Linked DNA regions of Mus musculus: regions 1, 2, 3 and 5 are each linked to region 4. Evidence: chromatin contacts called from public HiChIP or PLAC-seq and promoter capture Hi-C data. All regions are on one chromosome and are shown on one strand. The core of a region is the stretch at or near the end of the contact, and the rest is flanking DNA. Distances in the headings are between cores, read along the strand shown. Region 1 holds the start of Ugt2b35 (UDP glucuronosyltransferase 2 family, polypeptide B35). Region 2 holds the start of Ugt2b34 (UDP glucuronosyltransferase 2 family, polypeptide B34). Region 3 holds the start of Ugt2a3 (UDP glucuronosyltransferase 2 family, polypeptide A3). Region 4 holds the start of Ugt2b5 (UDP glucuronosyltransferase 2 family, polypeptide B5). Region 5 holds the start of Ugt2b1 (UDP glucuronosyltransferase 2 family, polypeptide B1).

What was found. Promoter capture Hi-C pulls out the DNA fragments that hold promoters and counts their contacts. HiChIP or PLAC-seq counts read pairs in DNA pulled down with a chosen protein or histone mark. Capture Hi-C pulls out chosen DNA fragments and counts their contacts.
Region 1: an H3K4me3 HiChIP or PLAC-seq map of intestinal villus epithelium shows a contact between it and region 4, with 9 read pairs. The contact joins the promoter of Ugt2b35 here to the promoter of Ugt2b5 in region 4. A contact is called at or near these places in 4 of 39 promoter capture datasets (the 3T3-L1 cell line, hippocampal neurons and liver), 5 of 484 Hi-C or Micro-C datasets (the AML12 cell line and liver) and 4 of 115 datasets of contacts at active chromatin or transcription factors (hepatocytes, intestinal crypt epithelium, intestinal villus epithelium and 1 more).
Region 2: a contact with region 4 is called in a promoter capture Hi-C map of pancreatic islet. The contact joins the promoter of Ugt2b34 here to the promoter of Ugt2b5 in region 4. A contact is called at or near these places in 20 of 39 promoter capture datasets (the 3T3-L1 cell line, 3T3-L1-derived adipocytes, the HPC-7 cell line and 9 more), 24 of 484 Hi-C or Micro-C datasets (the AML12 cell line, cardiomyocytes, colon epithelium and 12 more), 5 of 115 datasets of contacts at active chromatin or transcription factors (extraembryonic endoderm stem cells, hepatocytes, intestinal villus epithelium and 2 more) and 2 of 9 other capture datasets (adipose tissue and pancreatic islet).
Region 3: a promoter capture Hi-C map of liver shows a contact between it and region 4, with 9 times the contacts expected there. The contact joins the promoter of Ugt2a3 here to the promoter of Ugt2b5 in region 4. A contact is called at or near these places in 11 of 39 promoter capture datasets (the 3T3-L1 cell line, 3T3-L1-derived adipocytes, Sertoli cells and 6 more), 10 of 484 Hi-C or Micro-C datasets (the AML12 cell line, the HL-1 cell line, cumulus cells and 2 more), 1 of 115 datasets of contacts at active chromatin or transcription factors (embryonic stem cells) and 1 of 9 other capture datasets (adipose tissue).
Region 5: a promoter capture Hi-C map of liver shows a contact between it and region 4, with 15 times the contacts expected there. The contact joins the promoter of Ugt2b1 here to the promoter of Ugt2b5 in region 4. A contact is called at or near these places in 6 of 39 promoter capture datasets (the HPC-7 cell line, cranial neural crest, hippocampal neurons and 2 more) and 1 of 9 other capture datasets (pancreatic islet).

Annotation. Positions count from the first base shown.
Region 1 is chr5:86,999,196-87,002,747 of GRCm38.p6, reverse strand. It overlaps Ugt2b35 (UDP glucuronosyltransferase 2 family, polypeptide B35), which reads right to left and starts at 1,888. Exons shown (of 6, transcript NM_172881.3): 1 at 1,136-1,888. The coding sequence starts at 1,856.
Region 2 is chr5:86,905,272-86,908,561 of GRCm38.p6, reverse strand. Ugt2b34 (UDP glucuronosyltransferase 2 family, polypeptide B34) reads left to right here and starts at 1,625. Exons shown (of 6, transcript NM_153598.2): 1 at 1,625-2,371. The coding sequence starts at 1,642.
Region 3 is chr5:87,335,878-87,339,107 of GRCm38.p6, reverse strand. Ugt2a3 (UDP glucuronosyltransferase 2 family, polypeptide A3) reads left to right here and starts at 1,913. Exons shown (of 6, transcript NM_028094.3): 1 at 1,913-2,665. The coding sequence starts at 1,945.
Region 4 is chr5:87,138,920-87,142,449 of GRCm38.p6, reverse strand. Ugt2b5 (UDP glucuronosyltransferase 2 family, polypeptide B5) reads left to right here and starts at 2,110. Exons shown (of 6, transcript NM_009467.3): 1 at 2,110-2,867. The coding sequence starts at 2,144.
Region 5 is chr5:86,924,707-86,928,218 of GRCm38.p6, reverse strand. Ugt2b1 (UDP glucuronosyltransferase 2 family, polypeptide B1) reads left to right here and starts at 1,716. Exons shown (of 6, transcript NM_152811.1): 1 at 1,716-2,444. The coding sequence starts at 1,721.

The sequences.
Region 1 (3,552 bases), core at 639-3,138, 140 kb after region 4:
AAACACAAATTTTCTACTGTCTAACTTTTCAAAAGGAACTGTATAAATATAAACACACAATGCTGGTCCAAATCTTACACTATGGTGTGCAGAATTCCCCGGGTCATTGTAGTGTATAGGAAGGACTTCATCCTTCTTTTGTCAAGAGATCTATAAAGTTTATGAATGGCTGACTTTCTAGTAAGTGCTTCTACTCTTGTTTCATATTGATATATCTAATATGATTTATCCTAAAAAAGCAATCATAATATCTATACAAGTAATAAAATAGAAACTTTAGGGTAATCTTAACTATGGTATAATTTTCAAGAGAAGGAACTTGACTCAAAAACTATAGGACAAGTGTATATGGTTCCATACTTCTGTAGAGTACATACAATTATAATAACTTTTAGAAAAGAATAAAAAAGGAAATGTCCTGGTAGAAACCTCAGTTTCATTTGCAAACCTATACATTAACATAATATCTTTGAAGAGAAGGAGAAATTTTTAGGAAATACAGAGAATATATTCTATGATTTATCTTTTCATTTATGTGTATTTGTGCTTGCGTCTATATACTCTAAGATTATTCCAGTGCCTGAGCACTGGAATAAAAGAACAGCAGGTTCCGTGAAGCAAAGTGAGGCCAATGGACATGAGTGGATGCTAGGAACAGAACACAGGTACTAAACATGAACAGAAAACAATCAAACATTTGGACATGTTGTAAGACCCCACATTTTAATATTAAATATAGAAACTGGCTTGTGCAAGAGAACACTATTTCTTCAATGTTAAATACATATTGATACTATAAAATATGTCATTCTTTAATATAAATAAATCAGTATTTGGGTAAACAGGAAGTAACTTATTGAAATAGAGGTTTAAAAATGCATAAAATGAATAAAGGCTCATGTAGTGACCATTTACAATTGTATAGCTAACCAGAAAGTCTTTTTTATCAGGACTGATACCTTCTATTTGAACATTAATATGAGCTTTTACAGAGCATTCATGATTTTGTTAGTAAATATCCTATTATATATTTGATCACCTACAAAAACAACTTCACTTTGAATTTCATGGATATATAGCTTCAAATACATGTGTAGCTAGGGATATCAAGCTACTAAGAAGACATGTAACTTACCCAAAGTTTCACTGTAAAATTGATCCCATTCCTTCTCTGTAAATGTCTGGAACCAAAAGTCAAAATAAAGCATACATATCATATTTTTGACCCTCTCTGTGAATGTCATTTGGCCACCTAATCCTGACAAAATCACAGGTACATAAGAGGGAGGGAGTACAAATCCTCCACTGTTCTTTTCAACTTGGTAGCCAGGAGAGAAGCGAAGACTGTACAGAAAAGGAATCTGGAGCAGTTGAGCTATGAGCTCCCCACAGGAAGCCATGGCATCTAAAATAAGGACATCAAACTTGGATTCCTGGAATTTTGTCATGAGCTGTTTGTTTGAAACAGCTTCCTTACAAAGACTTAGAGAATAATCAGATAATTTACCAAACAGTGTTTGAAGCAGAGAATATGATAAGCATGTATCTCTTGGGACCTCAAAAGTCCATTCATCCACTAACTTGGTCAAAAAAGTTTCCAGATAATCTTTACTGAAAGCTGTAGGAAAAGTTTCAAACTTAAGGCCCGGCGAATATTTGGGATCAACAAAAATGGAAGCTGAAGGTCTCAGAACAGTGACTTCATGGCCCCTCTGTACAAGTTCATCCAGTATTATCTTTAAATTCATCCAGTGACTGAATTCCAGTGGCCACACTAACACCTTCCCACAGCTGGTGGATCTGAAGCAGCAACTCATCTGCAGCAGGAGCAGAGCAGAAATCCACTTCACAGGCATCCTGGAAGTCAAAGGGCTTCTGTTAACTGTGTGTTCCCTTGCTTTACTGCCTGTCCTCTTATCTAAGAAGAAGAAAAAAAAATCCACGAGTTAAAATATAACCTGAGTTGGTGCAAGCAAACTTAATGACCAGATTGAAGTTGGTGGCTGAAGAGAGATAGTAAAAGCAAATATTAATTATTTCAGATTTATTTGGAAGTGTTTAAAATCACGTTTTGTAAAGAAGTAAAGTTAGGAGTTGTGACCTGTGTAAACCTGTTTACAGGAGTTTTGAATCATAGAAAGAACACTGATTAGTGTAAGGTGAGTCTGCATTTTATTCTCAACCTGTGAAATCCAGATGTACTAGTTACCGAACTTATCAGTATATCATGGATATTATTTTGTAAGAATGTCGGATAAAATATTAAGTCACATAGAGTTTGCTGAATAGCCTGACAGTGTGCCTTAGTTACTTGACAGAGAAAAGATCTGTGAATAAAATAGACAAGAGTTTCTATGAATGTCCCTAAGGAAAAAGCCAAACACACTGCCCTGAGTGGTATTAGCTGCTAAGGTTTACAGAGAGCACTCAGTTGATTCAACCTATCTGTCCACAGCCCTTTCCTAGGACCAAGAAGTAGCTGGATAGTTTGATCTTGCTTTAGTTAGAGTTTTTGTTGTTGTTATTGTTGTTGTTGTGAAGAGACACCATGGCCAAGGCAACCCTTATAAAGGATGACGTTCATTTGGTCTACCTTCCACTTTCAGAAGTTTAGTCCGTTATCCACATGGCAGGAAGCGTGGCAGAGTCCAGGCAGACACAATGTTGTAGAAGGGATTGAGAGTTCTACATCTTGATTGGAAGGCAGCTAGGAGACTGTTTCCACATTGTGCAGAAATTGAGCACAAAATCTTGAAGCCCACGAATTACAGTGACACACTTCTTCTAATGAGGCCACGCCTACTCTAACAAGAAAATATCTCTTAATATTGCCACACCTTGTACCATGCATATTCAAACCACAACAGAATCTTAGTGCACAAAGGCCCTGAGAAATCAATGAGTAGATAAAACTTCACCAAGAAACATTGAATCTACCATTTCTGGAATCACCAATGCTTCTATTTGCTCATGAAGATTGTGGGTATTGACATGTGATTTACCTGGATCTTCTTGTTTGTCCTGGTATTGTGAAGCTACAAACAACTCTAGGATGCATCACCTAGAAAAAAAATCGTTGATGACAAAACAATTATATTATAGAGTATATGATTTCTCATCACACTGACCAAGTTCTTTGCCAAAATAAAGTTTTGGAGTCATAGATATATTTTATTGCACAATTTGAAAGGGTGGTATCCATCATGAAAAACAAGGTCTGTAGAGTGTATGTGATGGAAACACAGGGAAGGGATATCTTCACCATGGAAAAATGATAAGTAAATCCTTCCTGAAAGTTTTCTCACAGATATACTCAAATATTTATATTAATAGTGCCTTTAGCAGTCAAGTTAGCAATGAAAAAACCACCAACTTACAAAAAAGATCAATAAGAGAAATATGTATATATAACAAGAGTATATATATATATATATATATATGTGTGTGTTTGTGTGTGTGTGTTTGTGTAAAACAAGAAATAAAACAAATGAATTAAAATAGGATATATTAAATTATAAACAACAAGTTTGACTGTTATCAGGTCAAATTCCT
Region 2 (3,290 bases), core at 376-2,875, 230 kb after region 4:
TATGACACAACATTGGTAGCAGGCATCAGCTTCTCTTCTGAATCAAAAGAAGGGATAATTCCTAAGAGCCAAGTACTTCAGAATCTACCCAGTGACCATTTGGACAATAAGAATCACACATTTTTCTAGTGAATGTTATAGTCCTTTTAAAGAAGATTATACTTCATAGACCTAGTGTTGAGAGGTTGAATGTAAAATATACATTGAAGCAGCTGAATAAGCTGATCTATGTTATTTGGTTATTTATTATTGTTCATTTAAATACTGAAGCTTCTCTGTCAAAGAAAATTGTTTTTATATAACTTAGTTAACATTGAACTGTTTTTTAATGTTATACAGCCATCAGGTTCAAAACATGGAAAAGAAAATCCTGGGTTTTCTTAATTAAAAAGAAATTTTAAAATAACCACTGTCCTCAATATTTAAAAATCACACTATGCCTTGAGACACTCTTCCCATTTCTAGTATGGAACTATCAAGTTCTGTCTAAAATAGCTATGATATCAGAGGACAGTCCCGTTTTTACATTTAGAATTTTATGCTACTTGTAAGCAGAATTAGAGAACTAGATTTTTGGATTCATTCAAAAACCATTTACTAAGTATTACTTTGTTCTATATAAAGATGACTAAGGCATGGTCACTGCAGGAAAAACAATATAGGGGAGTGTAAGCTGTCACTTACAAACAAACCTAGCTCAATAAATCCATAAAAGAGCCAAATTAATAGTGAAATGCAGAATATATTCAGTGTGATCACTTTAGGAAGAGAGACAAAAGGAGCCAGTCACCCTTAATTCCATCTTTGGGATTCTTACAAGGCATCTGCATAGCTAAGCTTTCCAGGAATGGCATGGGACCTTGCCCACCATTAACTTAGCTCCTAGTCACCAGAAATGTTAGCCTGCCCTAACTTGTAAATTGCCCTCCTGGATACAAATTCCTCCTCTGGGTGTCCCCAGAGATCAAACATTTCTTCTCCTAGCAGAAAGTTACTGGGGAAAGTCTTTCAATAGTCTGAGAGTCAAAGAGGAAAACACAAATGTCTCCTTATCTCTTCACTTTTGCTAGGCTGACTAGTTACAAGTAAGCAGGTTCTTGATGGGGTAGAGATGGAGCTAATGGGAAGACTAAAAGAATGGGGCTTCCATCTAGATTATAATATGCTCTAAACGTAAGTGCAGTGTGTTTAATTCTGAGATTACACTATAGACCTCTGAGCCATATACTTAAAATCACTAAGTAGTATGGTAACTGGTCAGTGTTGCCAATATTCATATGACAAAACACTGACCTATGGTATTTATAAAAATGTGACTGGACAGTTTGCCTTTACTTCAGATTCTTTATCAAAGAAGCTCCATTAGGAGAAAGAGAGAGTGAAAGGAAGGGAGAAAGAGAGATCTTACTTTTCACTGTTCTCCAAATACAGTATACATTCAAGATCACTGAGAATCCAGAGTCATTTCCCACTTTCACATCTGCATCCAGGTTTTGGCATTTGCCCTCCAGAGGCTGTGACTCCCATTTCTATTTGCTTTGGTGTGTACAAGTTACACTTTAACTGACTGATTACTGCTCTTTCTATATCTGTAAGAGCTGAGCAATCATCCTTTGGAAGGCAGGCCTGAAGTTAACCAAGATGCCTGTGAAAATGACAGCAGCCCTGCTCCTGCTCCTGCTCCAGCTGAGTGGCTTCTTTGGATCTGGGACTGGTGGGAAGGTGCTGGTGTGGCCAATGGAGTTCAGCCATTGGCTCAACTTGAAGACAATCCTAGACGAGCTTCTGAAGAAGGGTCATGAAGTGATGGTTCTGAGACCTTCAGCATCCTTATCTTATGAGGTTGACAACACATCTGCTATTGAATTCGAGACTTATCCTACATCATACTCCTTATCTGAGTTAGAGGAAATTTTCTGGGAATCACTCAAGAAATATATTTATGAGCTGCCAAAGCAGTCATTTTGGGGATACTTCTTAATGTTGCAAGAAATGGTTTGGGTAGATTCAAAATATTTTGAAAGTCTCTGTAAAGATGTAGTTTTTAACAAAGAACTCATGACAAAGCTACAAAAATCAAGGTTTGATGTGATCCTGGCAGATCCCTTCATACCCTGCGGTGATCTGCTGGCTGAGGTTCTCAAGATCCCCCTTGTGTACAGTCTCCGCTTCTTTCCTGGCTCCACTTATGAGAAGTACAGTGGGGGACTCCCACTGCCTCCTTCCTATGTGCCTGTTGTTATGTCAGAATTGAGTGACAGGATGACTTTCATGGAGAGGGTGAGAAATGTCATCTATATGCTGTGTTTTGACTTTTGGTTCCAAACATTTAATGAGAAGAACTGGAATCAGCTTTATACTGAAGTATTAGGTAAGTGCCCTGTTCAGTGCCCTGGTGGGATTGCTGGATTCTCAATTTGCTGTGTCATTGAATGTGAATGTCTAAGAACAGGTCTGACAGGGGAATGATTTGTCTCTCCTAAATAAAATGATGGGAAAACTAGAAAATTAGCTGTCAAATTCAAGCATTGTAAAGAACTTTGTATTCCAGTGTCAGTTGCAAAACCTTGTCTATGAATTGTCAGCACACACTCACATAACAAAACTATGATTATTTCTCTAAGAAATTACATAGGCCCAAGACATTTTTCCTCGTGTTTTAAAGCAACACTTTTACCTGACTGGTGCCTTCATTGTCATTAATATCTTTGCCACTTTATTATATTCATTGCTATTATTATCATGTGTATGAACATGCACACTTGTGTCATGGGAAAGGGGGATTGTGCTCTGGGTTGCTTATGTAGAGGCCAGATTAAACTTTGAAGAGTTCTTATTTCTACCTCTATGTATGTTCTTGGGATCAATTTAGGTGTTTACGCTTGTATAGAGATTGAACTCAAGTCTTTAGCTTGCATGGAATACCTTTACCTTCTAATGTGTTACACCAGCCTCTAAAACATATGCTTTAAACAAAGGCAAAGTCTTCATGACTTATAAAATACACTGAGGATTATACATACTTCTAGCATAGGTAAATATCTATCTATCATCTTTCTATTTACAATCAAAGGAGGACTTTTTATATAAATTATTTTTTTATTTATGATTTAAAAGATCTTCCCCTTTAACCTACTAAACTTCTGCACAGCTGTGAATATTCTATCTCTGCTCTATACAGAGGAAATATGTGAATGCAAAACATGGGGGAATCTAATTGATTTATTGGAGTCAGTTGAAATTGTGTTTCAAACATAGAATCTTGAAATGTAGACATATTGGGTATTACT
Region 3 (3,230 bases), core at 664-3,163, 200 kb before region 4:
CTTGCACCTATAGTGACTTGATCTTTGACAAGGGAGCTAAAACCATCCAGTGGAAAAAAGAAAGTATTTTCAACAAATGATTTTGACACAACTGGTGACTATCATGTAGAAGAATGTGAATTGATCCATTCTTATCTCCTTGTACAAAGCTCAAGTTTAAGTGGATCAAGGAACTACTCATAAAACCAGAGAAACTTAATTTTATAGAGGAGAGAGTAGGGAAATGTCTCGAAGATATGGGCACAGGGGAAAAATTGCTAAACAGAACAGCAGTGGCATGTTCTGTAAGATCAAGAATCGACAAATGGGACCTCATAAAATTGCAAAGCTTCTGTAAGGCAAAAGACACTGTCAATAAGACAAAAAGGCCACCAACAGACTGGAAAGGAATTTTAGGAACCAATCCTAAAGCTGAAAGGTACTAATATTCACCATGTACAAAGAGCTCAAGAAGCTTGACTCCAGAAATTCAAATAACCCCATTAAAAAATGGGGTACAGAGCTAAACAAAGAATTCTCAACTGAGGAATACCGAATGACTGAGAAGCACCTGAAAAGAAAGTTCAACATCCTTAATCATCAGGGAAATGCAAATCAAAGCAACCCTGAGATTATACCTCACACCAGTCAGAATGGCTAGGATCAAAAATTCAGGTGACAGCAGATGCTGGCAAGGATGTGGAGAGAGAGGAACACTCCTCACTTGGTCACAGCAGGACTGCAAGCTTGTACAACTACTCTGGAAATCAGTATGGTGGTTCCTCAAAAAACTGGACATAGTAGCAATTCCTCTCTTGGGCATATACCCAGAAGATGTTCCAACTGGTAAGATGGACACATGCTCTACTATGTTCATAGCAGCCTTATTTTTAATAGCCAGAAGCTGGAAAGAACCCAGATGTCCTCAACAGAAGAATAGATACAGAAAATGTGGTACATTTACACAATGGATTACTACTCAGCTATTAAAAACAATGTATCTTTGAAATTCTTAGGCAAATGGATGTATCTGGAGGATATCATACTGAGTGAGGTAACCCAATCACAAAAGAAGTCACTTTATATGTACTCACTGATAAGTGGATATTAGCCTTGAAACTTAAAATACCCAAGATACAATTTGCAAAATGCAAGAAAATCGAGAAGAAGGAAGACCAACATGTGGATACTTCATTCTTCCTTAGAATAGGGAACGAAATACCCATGGAAGGAGTTACAGAGAAAAAGTTTGGAGGTGAGACAAAAGGATGGACGATCCAGATACTGCACTACCCGGGGATCCATCCCATAATCAGCCACCAAACGCAGACACTCTTGCATATGCCAGCAAGATTTTGCTGAAAGGACTCTGATATAGCTGTCTCGAGTGAGGGTATGTCAGTGCCTGGCAAATACAGAAGTGAATGCTCAGAGTCATCTATTGGATGCAACACAGGGCCCCCATGGAGGAGCTAGAGAAAGTACCCAAGGAGCTGAAGGGGTCTGCAACCCTATAGGTGGAACAACAATATGAACTAACCAGTAGCCCCAGAACTCGTGTCTCTAGCTGCATACGTAGCAAAAGATGGCCTAGTCACCCGAGGCCCCTTGGTCTTGCAAACTTTATATGCCCCAGTACAGGGTAACACCAGGGCCAAGAAGTGGGAATGGTTCGGTAGGGGAGCAGGGTGGGGGGAGGGTATAGGGGACTTTCAGAATAGCATTTGAAATGTAAATGAAAAAAATATCTAGTAAAAATTGAAAATAAAAAAGAATATCCAGCTATTCATAAGGAAATGGTTGTAATCTATATAATATTAGTCTATGGTGTTTTATTGGATAGAACTCTCTTGAGCTCCGTGTCTTTGTAAGTTTAAAAGTTAATAGTTAATTTCTTTCTTATCTAAATTATTACTCAACTGAACAAACCCTCAATCTTTGCGAAACAACTTGAGGAGGCACAATATGGTCTCTGAAAAATGTGTTGCGGCATTTTTTCTGCTGCAGCTTTGCTGGGCCGGCTGTGGATTCTGCAGCAAGGTCCTCGTGTGGCCCTGTGATATGAGCCACTGGCTGAATCTAAAGACTATTCTTGAGGAGCTTGGAGCAAGAGGGCACGAGGTAACAGTCCTGAAATACCCCAGTATCATCATAGATCAGAGTAAACGTATTCCACTGCACTTTGAGAATATTCCTTTGCTGTATGAAATCGAGACAGCTGAGAATCGTTTAAATGAGATTGCAAATCTAGCTGTGAATGTCATTCCAAACCTGTCACTGTGGGAAGCAGCAAAAACATTACAAGACTTCTTTCTTCAAGTAACTGGAGATTTTGAAAGTATTTGTAGGAGTGTATTGTACAACCAGAAATTCATGGACAAGCTACGGGATGCACAATATGATGTAGTGGTTATAGACCCTGTCGTTCCCTGTGGAGAGTTGGTGGCAGAAGTGCTTCAGATCCCTTTCGTATACACACTGAGGTTCAGCATGGGCTACTACATGGAGAAACACTGTGGCCAGCTTCCAATTCCACTCTCGTATGTACCGGTTGTCATGAGTGAGCTGACAGACAATATGACCTTCACAGAGAGGGTGAAAAATATGATGTTTTCACTGTTGTTTGAGTACTGGCTCCAGCAATATGACTTTGCATTCTGGGATCAGTTTTACAGTGAAACCCTAGGTAAGAGTTTTCATACTAAGCTAGTTGTTAAATGTTATTTTAATGCTTAGTAGATGTTTAAAAACAATAACAAGAATACATTTTATAAATTTTGACTTTCGTGTAAAACTCTACATGTGAAAGTAATAAATCACTTATAGATAAAGAATCAGAGAGGCAAAATGAAGTCCTTTTGCTATGTGGTTGTACTCATTAAACTGTTTAATAGTATTTCAAAATTTAAGAGCTCATTATCAGTTCTAAGAGAAGTGATCCACAAATAAATATCAATGGAATGCAACATGATTTTATTTGTTAGATACAAGGAGACAACTAATTCCAGGATGTGAAATGTACATTTTAAAAAATTGTGGGTCTCTTATTGGTAAACAATACACTACTGCAAAAATTAAAAAAAAAAAACTTTTGTGCTCGTAATGATATGAAATATAAATTAATTATATGAGAAATATTCAGTGTGCAATGCATGGTTTTGAATTTTATTACACAATTATTTGCAACCACCGATTATTGGTCTTATATTTATACCATTCTTCTGCTAATTGAGGTGCTTTTTATTTTTATA
Region 4 (3,530 bases), core at 861-3,360:
TAAAATTTTTTCCTGTTTGTTTATGCTAGTTTATTTTCCCTTGCTTATCATTCATTTTATTGATTTTAGCATACAATAGATATCTGCATTAGCTCATCTACTGCTTTTGATGCTATTTTTTTCCCTTCAAATACAGAATTCCCTTAGCCATGTCTTATACAATTGGCCTGATCGTAATAAATTCATGAGTTTTCTTCCTTCTCACTTGCTATTTCCTTAGTTTCTGAGAGATGATTTTGTTGTGTATATTGTGTCAGCCTCTTCTCTGTTGGTGTTGAATGAATTACCTCATTGTCTTTTGACCAATAGGGTATTGACTGGGAAGCAGGTCGTTTCTCTAATAGTAATTATATAATGATTGCAATGTGATTTTCCTGCTGATTTTTTCCTTTGTACAGGACTTTGACAAGTTGATGAAAAATTCACCTGATAGTGCCATTTGGGCAAATTCATTAGGAAACCCTTGAAGCTTTTGGACCTGGATTTTCTTTCTTTCTTTCTTTCTTTCTTTCTTTCTTTCTTTCTTTCTTTCTCTCTCTCTCTCTCTCTCTCTCTCTCTCTCTCTCTCTCTCTCTCTGGCTCTGTGTGTGTTTCCAAAAGGGATTTCTTATCTTCTTAAAACAACTCAAAACTCAATGTCTAATTTTTTAAAGTATCTTTGAAGCTTTCGGAAGTCATTTCCATTTGTTTTCTCATTTACTTGACGGCTTTACCTGTTTCATAAAACTTATATTCAAGGTCAGGTACTCTTCTAACTGACTTGTTGATTGTTCTAAGAGTCAGAGTGAATGGATGATACCAGAAGAATAAGTCCCTCTGAATCAACTAAGCAAGAGAAATAGGAGCTAACAGAGACTGAAGAAGCAAGCACAGTTAATATATAGGACCACAACAGGTTCTATTGAATATAGGTATTTGACAAATTATTTCTCAGAGGCACCTATAATAAAACAATACTTAAAGCACACAGATCCATTCACCAACTAATGCAAGGACAAGTTTGGAGCATTTATGTTACAGGATACCAAGGCTCCAGGAGACTTATTTTCCGTGAAACTTTTTTGCCTAAAGACTGCATCCAAGCTTTTGGGCCTGCCATGCAGTCTTCACCTGAGTGGGTGTGGCATTTCCACCCTTTATAATTTTTAGATGAAGTTTCAGAATGTCCCACCTCGATCTCAGAAGAACTCTAAAGATAAGTGGAAACACAATGATTACTGATAAAATAATGTCAATTATAATAGCAATCAAGATTATATACTGAACCCAATCTAAGGGATTTAATGCACTTAGATTATTTTTTAAATCGCTGGCCAATTTATCAATGTTCTAAGTATCCACATGACTTCTGTCTTTAATTGCACTAAAATATGTGGAATATCTGTATTTTTGTCTTTAATTTCTGTCTTTAATTGCTCTATAATATGTGAAATAACTGTGTTTTTCCACACTCCCTGCAAACAAGCCTTAGTCTTTCTCCAATTAATAGTTGCATTGTAGGGTAATGGAGTGACACAAATATATTGAAATGTAGCATGACATTTAGTAGCTAACCTAACCTTAATATTTGCTATAACCTGTCCCCATCTATTGTTAACATAGCATCATAGAGAACTGTAGCTAGCTTTCAAATATGTCTCTAAAAATGTCTAGAACCAGCCTTTTATATGAAGTCTGTTATTTCTAATATTGGATTGATTATTAGAACAGTCCATGACTGAGTTTGAATTATTGGTCACAGTAAAAGAAAGCGAAGAGTCATCATGAACTTCAACTATATAAATTAATGTGCTTTCAATGCCATATAGAGGAGAATTAAGAGACAAGCCATATTATGATGTCACTAGTTTTGTGAGACATTTTAGAATATTCTAATATCTTAGTACCATTAATAATTGAACAAGAGATCTTTATTTCTTGGCTAATTGAAAACATGCCATCATAAGAGACATGGATCACTCTCATGTAAAAAGGGAATAATTAAAATCGCTCTTTGCTTTTTTGTCTCTTTCACCACAGTAATGATCATATAAGATTGGGCAATGCAAGTTATAGTTTAACCTCTGGGCTGAAGCTTCTTGGATAAAAGGTCAAGCAGTGACAGAAGCAAATGGACTGTGAGAGAAGGATTTTGATTTTCAAGATGCCTGGAAAGTGGATTTCTGCTCTGCTGCTGCTGCAGATAAGTTGCTGCTTCAGATCTGTGAAATGTGGGAAAGTGTTGGTGTGGCCGATGGAATTCAGTCATTGGATGAACATAAAAATAATACTGGATGAACTGGTACAGAGAGGCCATGAAGTCACTGTTCTGAGACCTTCAGCTTACTATGTTCTTGATCCCAAAAAATCACCTGGCCTTAAGTTTGAAACTTTTCCTACATCTGTCAGTAAAGACAATCTGGAAAATTTTTTCATTAAGTTTGTGGATGTGTGGACTTATGAAATGCCAAGGGATACATGTTTGTCATATTCTCCTTTACTGCAAAATATGATTGATGAATTTTCTGATTATTTTCTAAGTCTTTGTAAAGATGTTGTTTCAAACAAAGAGCTCATGACAAAGCTACAGGAATCCAAGTTTGATGTCCTTTTGTCAGATCCTGTTGCTTCCTGTGGGGAGCTCATAGCTGAACTGCTCCAGATTCCTTTTCTGTACAGTATCCGCTTCTCTCCAGGCTACCAAATTGAAAAGTCCAGCGGGAGATTTCTACTCCCTCCCTCTTATGTACCTGTAATTCTGTCAGGATTAGGTGGACAAATGACATTCATAGAGAGGATAAAAAATATGATATGCATGCTTTATTTTGACTTTTGGTTCCAGATGTTTAATGATAAGAAATGGGACTCATTTTACAGTGAGTATTTGGGTAAGTTAAATTTTTTTTTTCTAAGTAGCTTGAAAACCTAAGTTTCACAAGTGTGTAAATCTTTATGTCCATGAAATGCAAAATGTAGTAGTCTTTTATAGGTGATCAAATGTATAATGATATAAGCTATCAAACTCACAAACTCTTATAAATGTTCATATATTTGATCAAACAGGAGAAGGTATCAGTATCAGTCCTGATAGAAGACATTTTGGTTAGCTATGCAATTACATAGAGATGAAATTAGATGGTCCCTAAGTGATTCTTTACTCATTTGCTGAAAAGATTTCCTCTATTTTAATAATTCCCTAAGCAGTTACCAATTAACCTTGATTAATGGAGATTCAAGAATGACCTAGTTTATACATATATATAAAACATTGAAGAAGTTATTTTCTCTTGCCTAGGCCAGTCAGTGTTTTTATTTAAAATGAAAATGTAGGGCCACAAGTCATGGCCAAAGGGTTAGGATTGTTTCTGTACAGTTTTAGTACCAGAGCTCTCTTCCTGCCACTACTCATGCACAGTGGCTCAAAATTGCCTGAAACTTCAGCTTCAAGGAAACTGCTTCCCTTTATCATATCCGCAGGCACTGGCATAAACTTAACATATACTCATGCACATACACATACATAAAGGTGAAAAGATTAAAACGTAAAATAT
Region 5 (3,512 bases), core at 467-2,966, 210 kb after region 4:
TCAACGAGTTAGAAAGGGCAATTTGAAAATTCATCTGGAATAACAAAAAAAAAACTAGGATAGCATAAAACTCTTCTCAAGGATAAAAGAACCTCTGGTGGAATCACCATGCCTGACGTAAAGCTGTACTACAGAACAATTGTGATAAAACAAAACAAAACAAAACAAACAAACAAAAAAAAAAACACTGCATGATACTGGTATAGCGACAGACAGGTAGACCAATAGAATAAAATTGAAGACTCAGAAATGAACCCACACACCTATGGTCACTTGATCTTTGACAAGGGAGCTAAAACCATCCAGTGGAAAAAAGACAGCATTTTCAACAAACGGTGCGGGCACAACTGGCGGTTATCATGTAGAAGAATGGAATTGATCCATTCTTATCTTCTTGTACTAAGGTCAAGTCTAAGTGGATCAAGGAACTTCACATAAAACCAGAGACACTGAAACATATAGAGGAGAAAGTGAGGAAAAACTGCGAAGATATGGGCACAGGGGAAAAATTCCTGAATAGAACAGCAATGGCTTGTGCTGTAAGATCGAGAATGAACAAATGGGACCTCATAAAATTGCAAAGCTTTTGTAAGGCAAAGGACACTGTCAATAAGACAAAAAGGCCACCAACAGATTGGGAAAGGATCTTTACCAATCCTAAATCAGGTAGGGGACTAATATTCAATATATATAAAGAACTCAAGAAGATAAACTCCAGAAAATCAAATAACCCCATTAAAAAAATGGGGCTCAGAACTAAACAAAGAATTCCCAGCTAAGGAATACCGAATGGCTGAGAAGCACCTGAAAAATGTTCAACATCCTTAATCATCAGGGAAATGCAAATCAAAACAACCCTGAGATTCCACCTCACCCCAGTCAGAATGGCTAAGATCAAAAATTCATTAGGCTATAAGGTACACAGATGCTGGCGAGGATGTGGAGAAAGAGGAACACTCCTCAATTGCTGGTGGGGTTGCAAGCTTGTACAACCACTCTGGAAATCAGTCTGGCGATTCCTTAGAAAATTGGACATAGTACTACTGGAAGATCCTGCAATACCTCTCCTGGGCATATATCCAGAAGATTTTCCAACTGGTAATAAGGAACATGCTCCACTATATTCATAGCAGCCTTATTAATAATAGCCAGAAACTGGAAACAACCCAGATGTCCCTCAACAGAGGAATGGATACAGAAAATGTGGTACATTTACACAATGGAGTACTACTCAGCTATTAAAAACAATGAATTTATGAAATTTAGGTAAATGGATGGATCTGGAAGGTATCATCCTGAGTGACGTAACCCAACCACAAAAGAACTTAACATGATATGTACTCACTGGTGAGTGAATATTAACCCAGAAACTAAGAATACCCAAGATACAATTTGCAAAACCCATGCAACTCAAGAAGAAGGAATACCAAAGTGTTGATACTTCGTTCCACCTTTGAATGGGAAAATAATATTGAAAAAGAAAAGAAAAAGAAGTGAATCAATTGTAGCTCAATACTATCAGGGACAAAAAAGACAAACTTCGTGAACCTTGAGCTCATGTTCCATGTGTGTATTTACTTAGAATGTTACACCATCAGACTCATCTAGTCAGTGATGTGGTTAGAAGTTATATGTTAACTTCTTGATTGACAGAACTTACATAAAAGCAGAAAAAAACTGTGAAGAATGACAAATATCAAAAACATTCTCTTTCAGCAAGATGTCTATGAAACAGGCTTCAGTTTTTCTGTTGATACAGTTCATATGCTATATTAGACCTGGAGCCTGTGGGAAAGTGCTGGTGTGGCCTACAGAATACAGCCATTGGATAAATATGAAAATAATCCTGGATGAACTTGTCCAGAGAGGTCATGACGTCACCGTTCTCATATCTTCTGCTTCCATCCTCATTGGGCCGAGCAATGAATCTTCTATTAATTTTGAAATTTATTCTGCACCTTTGAGTAAAGATGATCTTGAATATGCTTTTGAAAAATGGGTAGGAAACTGGACATACGAATTAAAAAAACTTCCATTTTGGACATCTTATTCAAAACTGCAAAAAATCTCCAGTGAATATTCAGACATGATTGAAAGTTTCTGCAAAGCAGTAGTTTGGAACAAGAGCCTCATGAAAAAACTCCAAGGATCTAAGTTTGATGTCGTTCTAGCAGATGCCTTGGTTCCCTGTGGTGAGCTGCTATCAGAACTGCTTAAGACACCTTTAGTATACAGTCTCCGCTTCTGTCCTGGATACAAATGTGAAAAGTACAGTGGGGGCCTTCCACTCCCCCCTTCCTATGTGCCTGTGGTTCTGTCAGAACTAAGTGACCACATGACATTTGCAGAAAGGGTGAAGAATATGTTGCAGGTGTTGCTTTTTGACTTTTGGTTTCAAACATTTAACGAGAAATCCTGGAATCAGTTTTACAGTGATGTTCTAGGTAAACTGTGCCTTTCATTGTTACTGTGAAATCCTGACTTGATGTTTTTTTGAATGAGAATGTGTATAGGTGAATATAAAGGCATAGAATGAGATTCTTAATTGTGAGCTGATAGAGTAAAAATAGAAGAGAATCAAATAGGCTCTTAGCAAGGCAAAATACTGCAGAGTAATTATACAGAACACTTCAGAAATTACTAACCATGCAAAATTAGACAAGGAAGATTTCTCTTGGTGATCATTTGATCTGCTCTACATTGTCTAAGTATAAGAAACTCCAGGTTTCATTGAGTGCTTTAATATCTGTAAATGAGAACACTACAGAGTCATAATTCATTACCACAACTATTTGTGTAGCACTGAAGAAAACACATTTCCTTAAGACATTTACTCACTTAGAAATTAAAACATTTATCAAGAATGTCCTGAAAGCTTATTCACAATTAAATTGTACCACTAGAACCAGAAACAGTCAAGGCAACTTGATTTTCTTAGAATTTGAGTTGGATCATATCTATAAAACTTAATCTTAAAGCCTTAAATCTTGATAGAAATGCATAGGTTTTTATTATTTTCAAAATACCTTTTCATTAAATAAAATATTACCTAATTTATTAGGAGAAACAGTTTAAATATTAACTGCTTATACAAATACCCAGCTATAACTTTGAGATATACAACTAAGTTAGTGATACTAGTCTCCTGTAACGGACATAGTACAGCAGGGATAAAAGAAAATTAGTCATTCCTTACCAATTATCACATTGCATTTCAAGAATCAGAAACCAAAAGCATAGCTACTAAAATGTGTAAAATAGACTAAATATTCTACAAAAGCTGTGTTTCTAAGCATTTTCAAGCACCTTTGCAAGAGCAAAATTTCAAATTTATTGGTGCAACGTTGGAAATCAATGTAATTTTCACACAATATTTATGTTAATACAATTATATCATAAATCATAACTGGAACATTTTAAATTGCTTGTCTACATGACCTCAACTCATTGCAGAAATCACATGCTTTATTCCAGACAAACTCCTTTCACCATAGTGTATTTGTTTTTGGTTT